Linked DNA regions of Mus musculus: region 1 is linked to region 2. Evidence: chromatin contacts called from public promoter capture Hi-C data. All regions are on one chromosome and are shown on one strand. Each heading gives the region's core, a stretch centred on a gene start, on an enhancer-like site or on the middle of the called end of the contact. The rest is flanking DNA. Distances are from core to core; before and after follow the strand shown. Region 1 overlaps Mtx2 (metaxin 2). Region 2 holds the start of Hoxd3 (homeobox D3).

Region 1 (6,346 bases), core at 1,654-4,153, 140 kb before region 2:
TTGAGATTGTTTTACTCTGTTAAGCTCTGCTTACAATCTAAGTTCAGTTTTACTTTAGAAACATCATTATTTTATACTTATTCATACTTTATATTTATACTTCATAACTCATGCCAGGTGTTGTAAGTGTAACTTAGCATCATGATCTAATTAATGTGATATAAAACAATAAATCTCAAGAATTTACATTTAAATTCAACAATATCAAGGAAACATCTGCAGCCTCCATCTTGCTCATTTTAGATTACTGAGAAGGGCGGCTGTCACTACATTCCTTTCCGTAGTTATTGCTGCCTTCTCCTAACACTGAAGTAAAGACAAAAACCTCATTTTGCAGAGTAAAAAATCAAACTGAGAAGGATAGACTTTAGAATCTTTAAATTTATATTTTATGAAACTATAAAGCAGCTTTAATTATTAAATATTTCTACAAAATAATACCCCATTCATTCTCTATTAACAAGTCAACTAACAGCATCCTACCAGTATTCATATCATGGTTAAGCTGGCACTTCATCTGCGAAGAACAACTTGTTGAAAACAAGATCATTTTACCTAAAATTCTTGAGGTAAGCCATCTACTGTGGCCATCTACTGACTTGACAAGGAGCTGTTTTCTCACATTTTCCAATCTAACAACTAATTTGCAGTCCAAAGGAGAAAGGTATTCCTCACTGCTCACCTCAAGACTACACTAGAATATTACCATTTAACCACTAAGAAATACCTCCACCTACAGAGCCTCATTTGCTATTAAAAAAAAACAAAAACAAAAACAAAAGCAAGGGCCATCAGCGTAAGTCTGTATGAGCCCATCTGATAGGTTAGTATGTTACTGTGCACACCATTAATGAAGCCTATAGAAGACGTTGCAGTTTTTGACAAAGTAACAGAAAGAAAACAGCTTTTACTATCTTTATTTTTTTCAATTTTAGAGTTATTTACTCACCAAAAAAAAAAAAAAAAAAAAAACAAGAAAAATAAAAAGATTAAATAAAACACAGATATTCTTTTTAGTCTGAGCTTAAATCTCATTCTTTGCTTTTATATAATTTTATTTATTTAATTTTTATGTGCACTGGTGCTTTTGCTGCATGTGTGTCTATGTGAGGGTGTCAGATCTTGGAGTTAGACAGTTGCGAGCTACTATGTGGATGCTGGGAATCAAACCCCGGTTCTCTGGGGGAGCACTCAGTGCTCTTAACGACTCAGTCATCTCTCCAGTCCCCTTAAATATGATTCTTAATGTACAAAAACGTTAATTTTTCATGCAGTCATCTAATAATGATCATCAATTTGTGACACTAAAAAAAAAAAAAATCCCATTTTTATAGACTCCATATTCAGACACACAAAAAAGAAAAGCCAGGTTGTTTAAATTGGCTTCATATATTTAATGACATTATTTCTAAACTTCACTAGAAGGTAGTAGTAGTATATATATATATACACATACACATACACATACACACACACACACACATACATACACACACACACACACGTTCACGAAACAAGTGTATAAATCCTTGAAGTCAAAATAGGTATTAATTCTCCATCAACAACTTCTATTTCTATAGCCTTAATATTTTTCAAAAAAATTCTTATTCATTACAGCTAGCACAGACTGAGGTCTACTCTAATTGTACATATAAGACTTTGAATTTAATATGAAAAAAGGAAACTATTGATTACATGATAATATTTTCATATACTGAGCTAAGTAAAACATAACTAAAACTTAACTACATTATTAATGAGGCTACTAGAACTTTTTGAATTGCTTAGTGGCTAGCACTGACTTATTTACTGTACAGTTGGTTAAATTTAGGGGATAAGAAACACAGTAACAGAGAACTATCAGGTTTGTCTTACTAATTAACATAAGCCTACGTCTCTCAAAATAGCACTTTACGACGGGAAATGTCTCTATGCATGTGTGTGCATACAATGTTACATAAACACTAAACTCATGAAAATCTATCAGGCTGACTTTTTGCTCCAGTCAGCAATGACGATTCCATCATGACTAAGCAGCACTCAGGCAAGCCTGTACTGGGAGAGAAATGATACAAAGAAAGAAAATCACAGGGAAAATAATCACCAAAAGGAAAATTATTTTCTTTTGAACCGAAGTCATAAAGGTATCTTTCATTAAAAATAACCAAGCACTTAGCTTCCAGAATATACTAAACACTACCCAGTGTGATAAGTAAAATTTGAATTTTCTGATGGCGTAATTGGCTATTAAAATGTCCACTGTTTGATATCTGGTATCTTCTAGAAAATATACAGTTTATGGATACTTGTCACATTGTTTTGACCAATTTTATACATCACACATGACGCCTTTAGCTGATTCTTCTAAACAGATGCTGCTCCTCTCTATACAGAAGAAAATTACTCTATAAAGTTTATATCAGATATGTGGAAAAGTCACATTTATAGTCATGGCTACTATCAGCTGTCAAGCCAAAGAATATTGAGGAAAACCAGGAATTTTTAATATATGCTGGTTAATTTATCATCTAAGTGACATATGTAGGATAAAAAATTGAAATGGTTAAGCAAAATTCCATTATTTTTAAAAGAACTTTTTTGGTGTTATTTCAGTTGCAACTGTGATTGAGAAACTATAGTGAAAAAAACAAATTAATAGGAACCATAAGAACAATAATATATACCACGTTGGGTTTTTCCTTCCCTTCCAGGAAAAACTTAAATATCAACTTTTAAAATAGTGGTAGTCTGACATTTTGCTTTGTACAACAACTGATTAAACCATCTAGACTCTGGCTGATCAAACTTGACAACATTTCTACTTGGAGCTGGAGAGCTCATTGCTGAGAGCTGACCTATATACACTGTGGAACAGTGAGCAGTGTCCCTGGTGTCTGCCCAGTAGGGATATCCAATGGCACTCCTCCAACATTTCTGACAACCCAACGTGCTTAACCACTGTCATGTCCTCAAGGAGCCAAACACTCCCTAGCTGAGTTATATTGTCCTGTTTGTTCAAAATTAATAACTGCAGTACTCCCTACAATAATACTATTTCACTTAAGGGCCCTTCTTCATAAAGGACCCTTAGATGACTTCAATAAGGAGTAAACCTGCTGAAATCACATACAAAATAGCCTGGGTACCATTTTTCTTTCACTACATGCACTGGAAAATTTTCTGGAAAAAAATGTTAATTAACCTTGTTAAATTCTTAAAGTGCTATCTCCCAAATGACAGTTAAAAGTGGTCAAGAAACACTGCATCATCTAAAATAGTCACTATGCCCTAAAGATGTCTTTTCAAAGATAAAAAATTGAAAATATTATCTTACACACAGCAAATAATGTATTTGCACTGTTGTTTATCAGGCAAGACCACTTCACCACACTAACAAACCATTTATACAATATATATCTGAGTACATTCTTTATTTCAGGCAACTATGTTTTATACATACATATATACATATATACATATACATACATACATATATACTATGTCATATATTTATATATGACACTAAAATGCTATTTATCTCACTAAAAAAAAGATTAAGAAAAGCTGTATAAAGTGTTTTTGTGTATGTATGTATGTATGTGTATATATATATATACATATATATATATATAGAGAGAGAGAGAGAGAGAGAGGGAGAGGGAGAGAGAGATTGCACATAACTGGAAATTTGTTTATCAAAGTTAAGATAAAAAGAAAAGAAAAATTAGTTAAATAACATTTAAAAACAAAATAAAGGCAAAAATTACAATGTATATTCTTGGTAAAAGATATAAAACAAATGTAAACAACTAATAAATTATTGTCCAAGCACATTTTTTCCCATCGTTTCTGCCTTAAAGCAAAGATAAGCTGAATGCCATACTATCTTCTGTCATACTAGATGCTTGTATTAAACCTGGAGGTTATCAAATTAAATAAAATAAATGAGATGACCTAAAATTAAATGCTTAGCATTATGCCTCCAAAGCAACAAAAGCTTGATAAATACTTTCTCTCCTCCCATTTCTTTGTCCACCAGCAGCTCTCAGTCTTATCTACAATAAATGTTACAGATCTACAGATTCCTTTTATATGCAGCACAGTAAATCTTCTTTGTGATTCAAACTATATAAACTACGTACCTAAGCAGCTAAACATGTAAAATGCTTATATAAACTGTAATTTTACAACTTACAAAAACATATACTTTTTCCAAATAAACAATTCTCCATGTATTCCATAATACAATTTAAAGTTTACACTGCTAAAAGTTATTTTTTGGATTATCCAACTTAAAAAAACCACTGCAGTCAATAAGGGGACTGGGAATAATAAACACACATGTAATCAGTAAATATATAAGGAGTAGCTAGAAAGAATCTGCTTGAAGAGTAACAGATGGAATTAAGGTCAGCATGTGTGCAATGAACAGAATGATTAAAAATATGTAGTAACTCTTTACAAATAAGTTAGAAAATAATTTTAAGTCTGTAAGTGAAATTATCACTCCAAATCAAATACTATTATATCTAACCAAAAGTAAAACAATTGCTAAGACAGAACATGCAATTTTGCTTAAAGGAACAAATAATGAAATTTATTTTGCATAGTGAAAGCTGAAACTCCTATATAGAATTATACTGCACAGAAGAGTGAGATTATACTGATAATGCTAAGTCTCACAGAAAGACTCTAAACATACAGTATCAGACACTCAGTGGGGGTGAACTGCAACTCCAAATGATATAAATCCTTTAGCACTAAGAACAAAATTACATTATTTACATATTTACCTGCACAGCAAGAGATGCTGCATTGTCAGAAAGCAAAATTTGCTCCCCTGTGGAAACATAATGAAAGGTTCAAAGTTTAACTTCTAAATAAGCAAAATATACTTATAATATTTTAAAGTGATTTTTATTTTTTAAAAAATCCTACACTAATGAAATTATGAAGATGTGTATCAATGTTGTTATGCAATAATTTCGGTTACATTACTATGTATAAATAATGATAAATTAAGACTGTTCTAAAATTTATTTGATCATTTATCTCATTTTATCAACAATTAAAATTGTTTATTTAAAAACCACTTATTTTGTAAGTTTTAAAAAATCTTTTCTTTTAATTAAAATGAAGTAAAATAGTATCTGTTCAAATCTTTCTAGTTAAAAGTAAAAGCATTCACAACCATATAAACCAGCTAACAGTTAATATTGCACAGTGTGTCTAGGTCTGTCACACAAAAGAAAGATGACAAGTTCACTGCAATAAAAATTCCATGCTTAGAAGACGGGGGCTGCTGCCTATTAGTCTTCATTACTTTGCAGTCTTCTGACAACTGTAGCAGGCTGCTGAGCCCCAAATGGGGTCCATAATGTGATCTGATGATATATGAAGAGCTGCTAAAGGGAGCCTGAACCATCCTAGCCTATACATTTTAACAGTTCCTTTTTACTGAGAGCCCACTTTACCACAGGACTTCAAAAATCTGCTGTCTCAGCTATTGGTGCAGTAAATCTGCCAAGTGCTCCTGCGCCCACATCATTTTACACTGCCTACAGCAGCCAATATAATGAGTCAATAATAAACTAAGGACCCTATAGGCTATGAAGAGTTGGTTTAACTGGCAGGTACAAGTTTAGGCAAAACCTCATAGACAAATTATACAAGGGAATCCCTTCTTTGTGTTTTATATTCTCATTGCAGGAAATTATATTAGTACAGTTAGGGGCTGAAGAGTTTCGTTTATTTACTTGGTTGGTCACCTGGCTTGGTTTAATTTGGGAGTTTGTTGTTGGTTGTAAGTGTATTCTGATACAAAACCATTTTTAATTATGAATAAGAACCTACCTCTCAGTTGCTGATACAAGGTCGCATTTTCAGGCCAAGGTTCTGTAGCTGCAAAAACAAGGCAATGGTAAGTAGGCACGTGGTGCAAAGGCATATCACTAATCAGCCAGGCTCACAATATGTACGTTAGCAAGCACGTAAAGTCTACTTTAAGGTGACACGACAGCACTGAATCACACTATCTTAGACTGGATGCACTGTATGATAACTGCATACACAGGCTGGGCTCTTTTTAATGTTTTCTTTATTGTGTGGTAATGTTTTTCATAGAAAAAAAGGAAACTATCTTGACAAATTAAAAGATAATTAAAAAATAAACTTAGCTTCCTTAAAAGCAGCTATGTCCAAAATATTGTTCATACATACAAAAAAAAAAAAACCCTAGTATTTTATCCAGTACAAAACAGATAGTAAAACAATGTCCAAAACATTTTATCAGAGGCTTTTCAAAAAAGTAAAAATGTCATGCACTAGATGAAAGAACCAAGCACGC
Region 2 (6,668 bases), core at 1,859-4,358:
GATGCCGCCTCAAGCACAGTGCCGGGGGTTCCAACGCACACCACTCCAGCGCCTGGCTGTGGAAGGACTCGAGAATCCTATCTAAAAGAGGCATGAAACACGTGGTTTTCTTTTGCAGGAAAATCTGAATTAATGCCTCAAATCAATCTTTCTAGTCTGGTTCAATCAAATCAACAAAATCTCCATGTTGCAGATGGACACTCAGTGTTGTCTTTGAATTAGAATTTTCACATATGGGGTGCAGCTTCTCCCTGTCATCTGTTAACAGAGAGGGGGAACACCACCCTGGGTTTAGAGAGCATAATTTCTCCTCTAGTTTTGCAAAACTATCAAGTCTAGGAGATACTTTCCTTTGAAACAATGGTATCTATTTTTATCATTTCCGAAAAAGTGCACCTAAATTGGATTTAAATCGGAATTCCGAGTTCTTGGTTGCTTCTCCACAGCTTCCTGTGCCCCCGAAAACCCTCACTGGCCTCCGCCGCACTGCGACAAGGCCGTAAACACCTCTAACAGCTGCCTGCCAGCCCAGGGTGAAATACTGTCTTTGTTCCGGTTTCCCCTGCCTCTTGGACTCAGAGAACAGAATTCTGGCAAAATATACGTATTAGTAGAAAGATATGATAGGAAAAAGACGGTTGATTTTCAGCCAGTTTTCTTGGCTACGTTTGTAATAGCGAACTTTGCTTTATTTCCTAGACTTTCCAGAGACTGCACTCCCAGCTCTTGTGTCCACCCAAGAAGAAACCAAGGCCAGGACATTGGCTCCCCAGTCTATAAATAGAAGTTTGGACCCAGGACGCTGGGAGTTTTGCCCAGAAACCTCTAAGGTCTTAGGCTCCGAATAATCTTTAAATTTCGTTTCTTTTTCTCTCCGGTTTTCTTTCCTTTTTTGTTTATTTTTTGTTGTTAGGTTCACAGAGACAATGAAGGCAGTTATGGCGGTGTCAGCCTCTTAGCCTTTCCTTGTAGAGAAAATGTGCGACTTCCCAAACGTTTATTTCTCAAGTGGCAACCAACCGTTTCTTTCCAATAAGCTTTGAATATCACCACGAGGCTCACAATGATACCCTACATCCTCCATGTTTGCACCTGGCACCACCTTCCTCTGTGTAATCAGAACCACGTTCTTCACCGAAACACGCTGGGCCACCAAACCCAGGAAAAAGCAGCTGAAACCCCAAACCTACAACTTGGCCAGCCGAGCATCCAGCCCACCCCAGCCCCACCCAGCCTCAGAACTCCAAGTCCACCCCCAGCCCCACCCAGACTCAGGCCATCAAGTCTTTGAGCCCCACCCAACTTCAATGAACCTAGCTAGCTGCAGGGCCTATGGACGCAGTCAAGGAGCTTGTTTTTCCAAAGGGAATGTTTCCTCTTACTCTCAGCGTCATCAATGTGTAATAGGGAACTGCTTACAAGATACAGACGCTCCGAATAAAAATAAAATAAGAAACAAAAACCCACTCCAGAGACAGTGAGCCCTCTGAGTTACCGACCCAGAACAATTCTGCAGACATCAACTGGTCCTCCATTTTGAAATGAGAGTGATTCCATCCTTAATTACTAAAAACACCTTTCTACAAACATATCACCTATTGTTCACAAGTATTTGTACAGCCAACACTGTTATACTGGAATATCTGGGCAAACAATAAGGATTTGTCGATAAGCACGTTGGGGACTATGGCCCACCGCCATGTGCAGTCTTATGCGCAATGCGGCAGATTGTCTAAGGTTTCAATGTTTCCCTATGTGTTCCTGAAGGAACAGGAAATAGGGGTTTCAAAGTGCATCGTCAAATGCCATCCAAAATTTTGGGGAGTGAAACAACATTATGTTCTGCAAAGATTTTCTTTTTCTTTCTTTCTTTTTTTTTCCTGTGTGTTTGGTTCAGTAGTTTCGAAATAAGGGAAATATTGCAGTATGGTGTTTATTGGAAAATGGAAAAAAAAACACAACGCATTTGGAAAGCAAAAAGATCTACTCTTTCATTACTCTGACAAATGAGAAACACACGCGATGTTTGAACGCCGAAATGCCTCACATTTCTCAAATATCTATTGGGTTTATCCTAAAACCTGTACCAGATTTTCTGATATTACTTCCCATAGCAAACATCCATTTGTGACATAAAATAGTCCAAATTCACCTGACACATTATCAGATGCAGGAAGAACCTAGCTTGGGTTATTATTACCATTTTCCCCTTAAGAATTAGAGAAATGTTTTTAAATAATTAAAGCGTCTTTATACACAAGGCCCAATAAAATATAGATCCTAAAAATTGGCCTCACCCATGAAAGACATCCTGAATACACCGAAGTCTCCCCACCCCCACCCACGACCCAACCCTCGAAAAACACCTGTTAACCTAGGGTAGTTCTGACCACCATCAAACCACAGAAACACGGTATTCTATACCATACGAAACCTTTACTGACCCCACCCCTCACCCCCCAGCCCCAGCCAAGCTGAGGAGTCCAGAAACCATTTTCACATTCTTCTTCACAGGGCGGATTGGGGGAGGGGAGCTCGGGATCTGCGGGTTTCCAAGTCAAGGGATCTCTGAGGGGGTGGGGTGAGGTGAGAGACACGAAGGAGTCCCCAATGCACTTTTGAGCCTAGCAGGACCCTACCTCGAGCCCCAAGGGACATACTTTAGGGACGAGGATGCAGAGAGCGATCCCCAGGTTCTTGAATAACGCGGGGAGCTGGGGAAGTGGCACCCATTGCCCGAGGCGGTGGAGCGGGCAGCTCCTGCGCCAGCAGGGTGGCTCTTACCCGGAGGGTGCCGAACTGCGGGCGGTCGGCCCGGACTGTGGCTGGAATCCATCCGGCGCTGCCCGGCTGCGCTCACCATCCTCGGCAGGTTTGGGCTCATGTTGCTGGAGGGATCGGGTAGGAAGCTCGGGACCAGGGTTGAAGCAGGCGGTCGGCTCCCTGCTGGAGTGTGAGAGGCGGCTGGTGGCTCGGCGCCCGGGGCTCCTTCCGGGCTCCCCGCCGGCTCTGGAAGCGGCCGCAATCGCGACCGGGGGCGAGCTGCGGTGGAGTCGCGGCGGGAGCCCAGGCCGCTGCGGACCACGCGATCCCGCAGCCGGCGACTAGAGCCCACCTCTGCAGAGACAAAGGTTAGAAAAAGAGGGGGTGAGGCTCTGGGAAAGCAGAATGCGGGGGCAAATTCGCCTGGGAAATCAGGAAAAAGGCCGTGAAGGCGAGCGGCGCCTGCACATGACCAGCCGCAGCCAATGACGACCGCAAATAGGTCATAAAAAGGTCTATTACCAAGTTGTAAATTTTCTTCAAACAAAAAGGAATTTACTGCAATTCCTTGCGGATTTTGCACATACAGCTCGCGAGCGCCATGTTTTTCCTCTTCTCTTTCTCTCTCTCTCTCCTCTCTCTCCTCTCTCTCTCTCTCTCTCTCTCTCTCTCTCTCTCTCTCTCTCTCTCTCCTTACTACCTCTCCTCTTTTTATCTTCTTTTCTTTTCCTTTCTCTTCGGAATCCCTTTCCTCTCTTCTCTCTCTCTCTCTCTCTCTCTCTCTCTCTCTCTCTCTCTCTCTCTCCTCTCTGTGTGTCAGTTCTCTCTCGTTCTGTCTCTGTCTGTCTCTGTGCCTCCCCCCCCCTCTTTCACACACACACACACACACACACACACACACACACACACACACACGCACGCGCGCACGCACCACACCTTTTCTAGGAATTACTGGGCATTTTTGGTTTTGTTTGGCTCAAAACGTCTGTGCAATTGGCCGCCATGTGGGAGGGAAATGAGACCAGGCAGTGCTTAAGCTCCGGGGATGTCATCCCACAGCGCCTCCCCCAGTCCCAAGTCTGCCCCCCCCCCCAACGTTGGTCACTTGGCTACTCTCTTCCTCTCCCTCACAAAAAAACACTTGTCCAGAAGGAAAGCAGGCACTCTCAGTTTTTACCCGCTCATTTCAGGAAAGCCACATCCCAATACTTTACCCAGAAAACGGGGCTGTTTAGGCCAAGAGAGCACATTCATTTGCCACTTGGCTCCAACTTAAATTAGGGTCCCTCCCGCCTCCTACGTGTTTCTGTGGTGGGGGAGCAACCACTCATCCCAAAGGCTGTGAATGGTTTGGGATACTTGTCTACCTCTCTGAAATACCATTTTGAGCACCCACGATTGGGCTTTTAATCTATTGCCACAGAAAGGAAATTCCCCCCCCCCCCCATCCCTCACTTTAGGTCCTCGATCAATTCTTGCTTATTGGGGAAGTTAGTACTAGTCCTCTCTGCTCTTTCTTCAATCATTTCAGCCCCTGGCCTCCATGTTTGACCATTGAAAAACGCTCAATGCAGCTCTGGGAAGGGAAGGAGTTTTATCTGTTCTTGAAAAGAACAATCTAGGAAAAAAAAAATTCCTCAAAGGTTGGAGTGGTATCACCTTTGTATTGTCAGTGGGAAGCTCTCTGGGGAGCTCACCTGAAAGTCAATGGTATTGCAGGTTCCTCTCAGGAGCACTGCGACCAGAGCCTGCCTGACAGGGACCACTATCCTGCTCAGTCATTTTCAGAACAGTCTAGCAAGGTGTTTCTGAGTATCCGCATTAGATGTTGGAGCTCTAAGTTACTAGTGGAGATGAACTGAAGCATAGCGCCCCTTTGTGCAGGTCATTTGTATCCTAAGAGAAAGTTCTCATGAACTTGGATAATTTTAATTAAAGGGTTTCTGCCACCATCTGTCAGCAAAATTCTTAATTCTTGAAAAGGCCAGTGGGCTCTAATTTTGCTGGTCCATTAAAATGGTTTTTTTTTCCTCTCTCTTTCCCTTTCCACCTCTAGACACCCAAGGATTCAGCAAACATCCAAGATATGGAGGAGACACTAGATGTGAATTCTTATGCAGTGAATTAAACAATATGTTATTACACAAGGAAATGGGCAAGCTGGTGCTTATTCCCTGGTCGATACACATAGAAGTGGGTAAAGAGATTGTTCAATTCTAAAACATTCTAAAAATTAATCTCAATTTGCCTCTGTATCATCTGCCCTCTATCCAAATAAAAGCAGAGCTTATCCCATGCCCTTTCAGCCTGGGGGAAATGAGGGATGGGGAGAGACTGCAGAGAGAGGCAGCCATGTTGTGCTGTTTGTCTGCTGTGCAGAGGCAAGCAATAGGACTCGGAAAATGGAATCCTAGAACCGACTTTTCTCTAAAAGGGAGGAACCACCACACCCTCTTTTTGTCTGTGGCTCCGGTGTTGTCACTCAGAAGGCTTTTCTCTTGTAGCCAGTGTTCACATTGAGGGGCCCTTGATTTTTGTGGAATTACAGACTTTGCTAGGTCTCAGGATAGAAAAGCGCCACCTGGTTTTACAAGGTCTCTGGAGGTTTATGTAAATTTGTGCAGCAAAAAAAAAAAAAAAAAAAAAAAAAAAAGTTCCTTTCTTGCTGCAGTGCTTGACTGTTTACAGAGCTGAACCAATCAGAAAGGCACCTTGCCTGCTTCCCCACTAGTCCCTCCCCACTGAGATGGCATCAAGGGGTGGGGGTCCAACCTTGATGAGAGGAAGAGAGGAATGGGGGAGGGTAATTCCTCAAGGTCTTTATTTGGAAACCTATGCTCTTTGGTAGCTGCAGAAACATTCATTTTTACATTTATTATCAGCATTTTCTGTATGTGTAAATCTATGGTTCAGGGGCCAGTGTGGCCCTAAACGAAGGTGCATTTTCAGAGCTGCAAAGTCTGTCAGAATGTCAAAGATGTGGTGTTTTTACCTTATTTTCTATCTTTGATTTCTATTCCCACTCCTTCACTCAGTAGGTCCTTTTCCTAGTTGAAGCTTGTCAAATTTTAGTTTGAAGAGTGATATTTGGGGGAGCATTCTTGAGTTGGAGATACCAATTTTTTAATTTATTAATTTTTGTTATATGTGTACAAATGTTTTGGCAGCATGCACGTAAGTGCACCCCATTCCATTTCCTGGAACTAGGCTTGTGCATGGGTGTGAGTCACCACATGGATGCTAAGAACTGGAGCCTTGATATTCTGCAAGAGCAACAAGTGCTCTAACTGCTGGGCCATCTTTCCCACCCCAGAGAGAGCAAAGTTTAAAGAGTCCCTTAAATCAAAAGCAGTTGGAGTTTAGCCAGTGCTGGTCTTCAGGTAGTTTATGCCCAAGGCTGTTTTCCAGCTGGGCTCTCAGCCCAAGGCGTCCTTGCTCTCTGTTCCAGCTAACACAGACAGCGATTGGTTCAGGCAGTACACAAGAGTACGCAAACATCCCCAAATCCAACACTGGCCTTTGCAGCTGTCTGCTCTGTACAAATGTTTAAGCCTTGGCCACTCCTGATTAAATCATCTTTCCGGGCTTAGGTTGACAAATGTCACAGCCATGGCCTCTTCCCTGGGTGGAGAGTCAGGTGGTGACTTGCCTTTAACCCAGCCAGCACCAATCCTACTGCTATCCACAAGACAGCAGACAAACCACCCACTACCGCCTGCCAGTGAGCCTGGTGCAAAGCTCAAGAGCCTTCTTTTCTTACTGATGTCATAGAAGCCAGCCTGGAAAGTGACAATAAAACAAAAACCACACTCATAAAAGTAAATGTGGCTAGAAAAAGCAGCCACAACTCAATGTCTACTTTAAAGTATTGCCATTTTTTCCCATGAGAAATACATTTATTTGTA

What was found. Promoter capture Hi-C pulls out the DNA fragments that hold promoters and counts their contacts.
Region 1: a promoter capture Hi-C map of 3T3-L1-derived adipocytes shows a contact between it and region 2, with 2.9 times the contacts expected there. The contact joins the enhancer-like site here to the promoter of Hoxd3 in region 2. A contact is called at or near these places in 10 of 39 promoter capture datasets (the 3T3-L1 cell line, 3T3-L1-derived adipocytes, the C10 cell line and 7 more), 1 of 484 Hi-C or Micro-C datasets (embryonic fibroblasts), 3 of 115 datasets of contacts at active chromatin or transcription factors (T-cell acute lymphoblastic leukemia and stem cell-derived neural progenitor cells) and 2 of 9 other capture datasets (adipose tissue and embryonic stem cells).

What each region holds. Positions count from the first base shown.
Region 1 is chr2:74,846,793-74,853,138 of GRCm38.p6, reverse strand. Mtx2 (metaxin 2) reads right to left here. Exons shown (of 10, transcript NM_016804.4): 2 at 5,854-5,901; 3 at 4,794-4,840. Among named protein-coding and RNA genes, the nearest start is that of Mtx2, 24 kb to the right of the region's middle. Within about 2 kb of position 2,903, at least 6 of the 459 cell types and tissues checked have an H3K27ac peak or open chromatin away from gene starts, as enhancers often do. A contact at or near this core is called in 3T3-L1-derived adipocytes, where this site is marked.
Region 2 is chr2:74,708,433-74,715,100 of GRCm38.p6, reverse strand. Hoxd3 (homeobox D3) reads right to left here and starts at 3,108. Exons shown (of 3, transcript NM_010468.2): 1 at 2,785-3,108. Gm38462 (predicted gene, 38462) reads left to right here and starts at 3,043. Exons shown (of 2, transcript NR_164327.1): 1 at 3,043-3,131. It overlaps Hoxd3os1 (homeobox D3, opposite strand 1), which reads left to right. Exons shown (of 3, transcript NR_027899.1): 2 at 700-830; 3 at 4,820-5,057.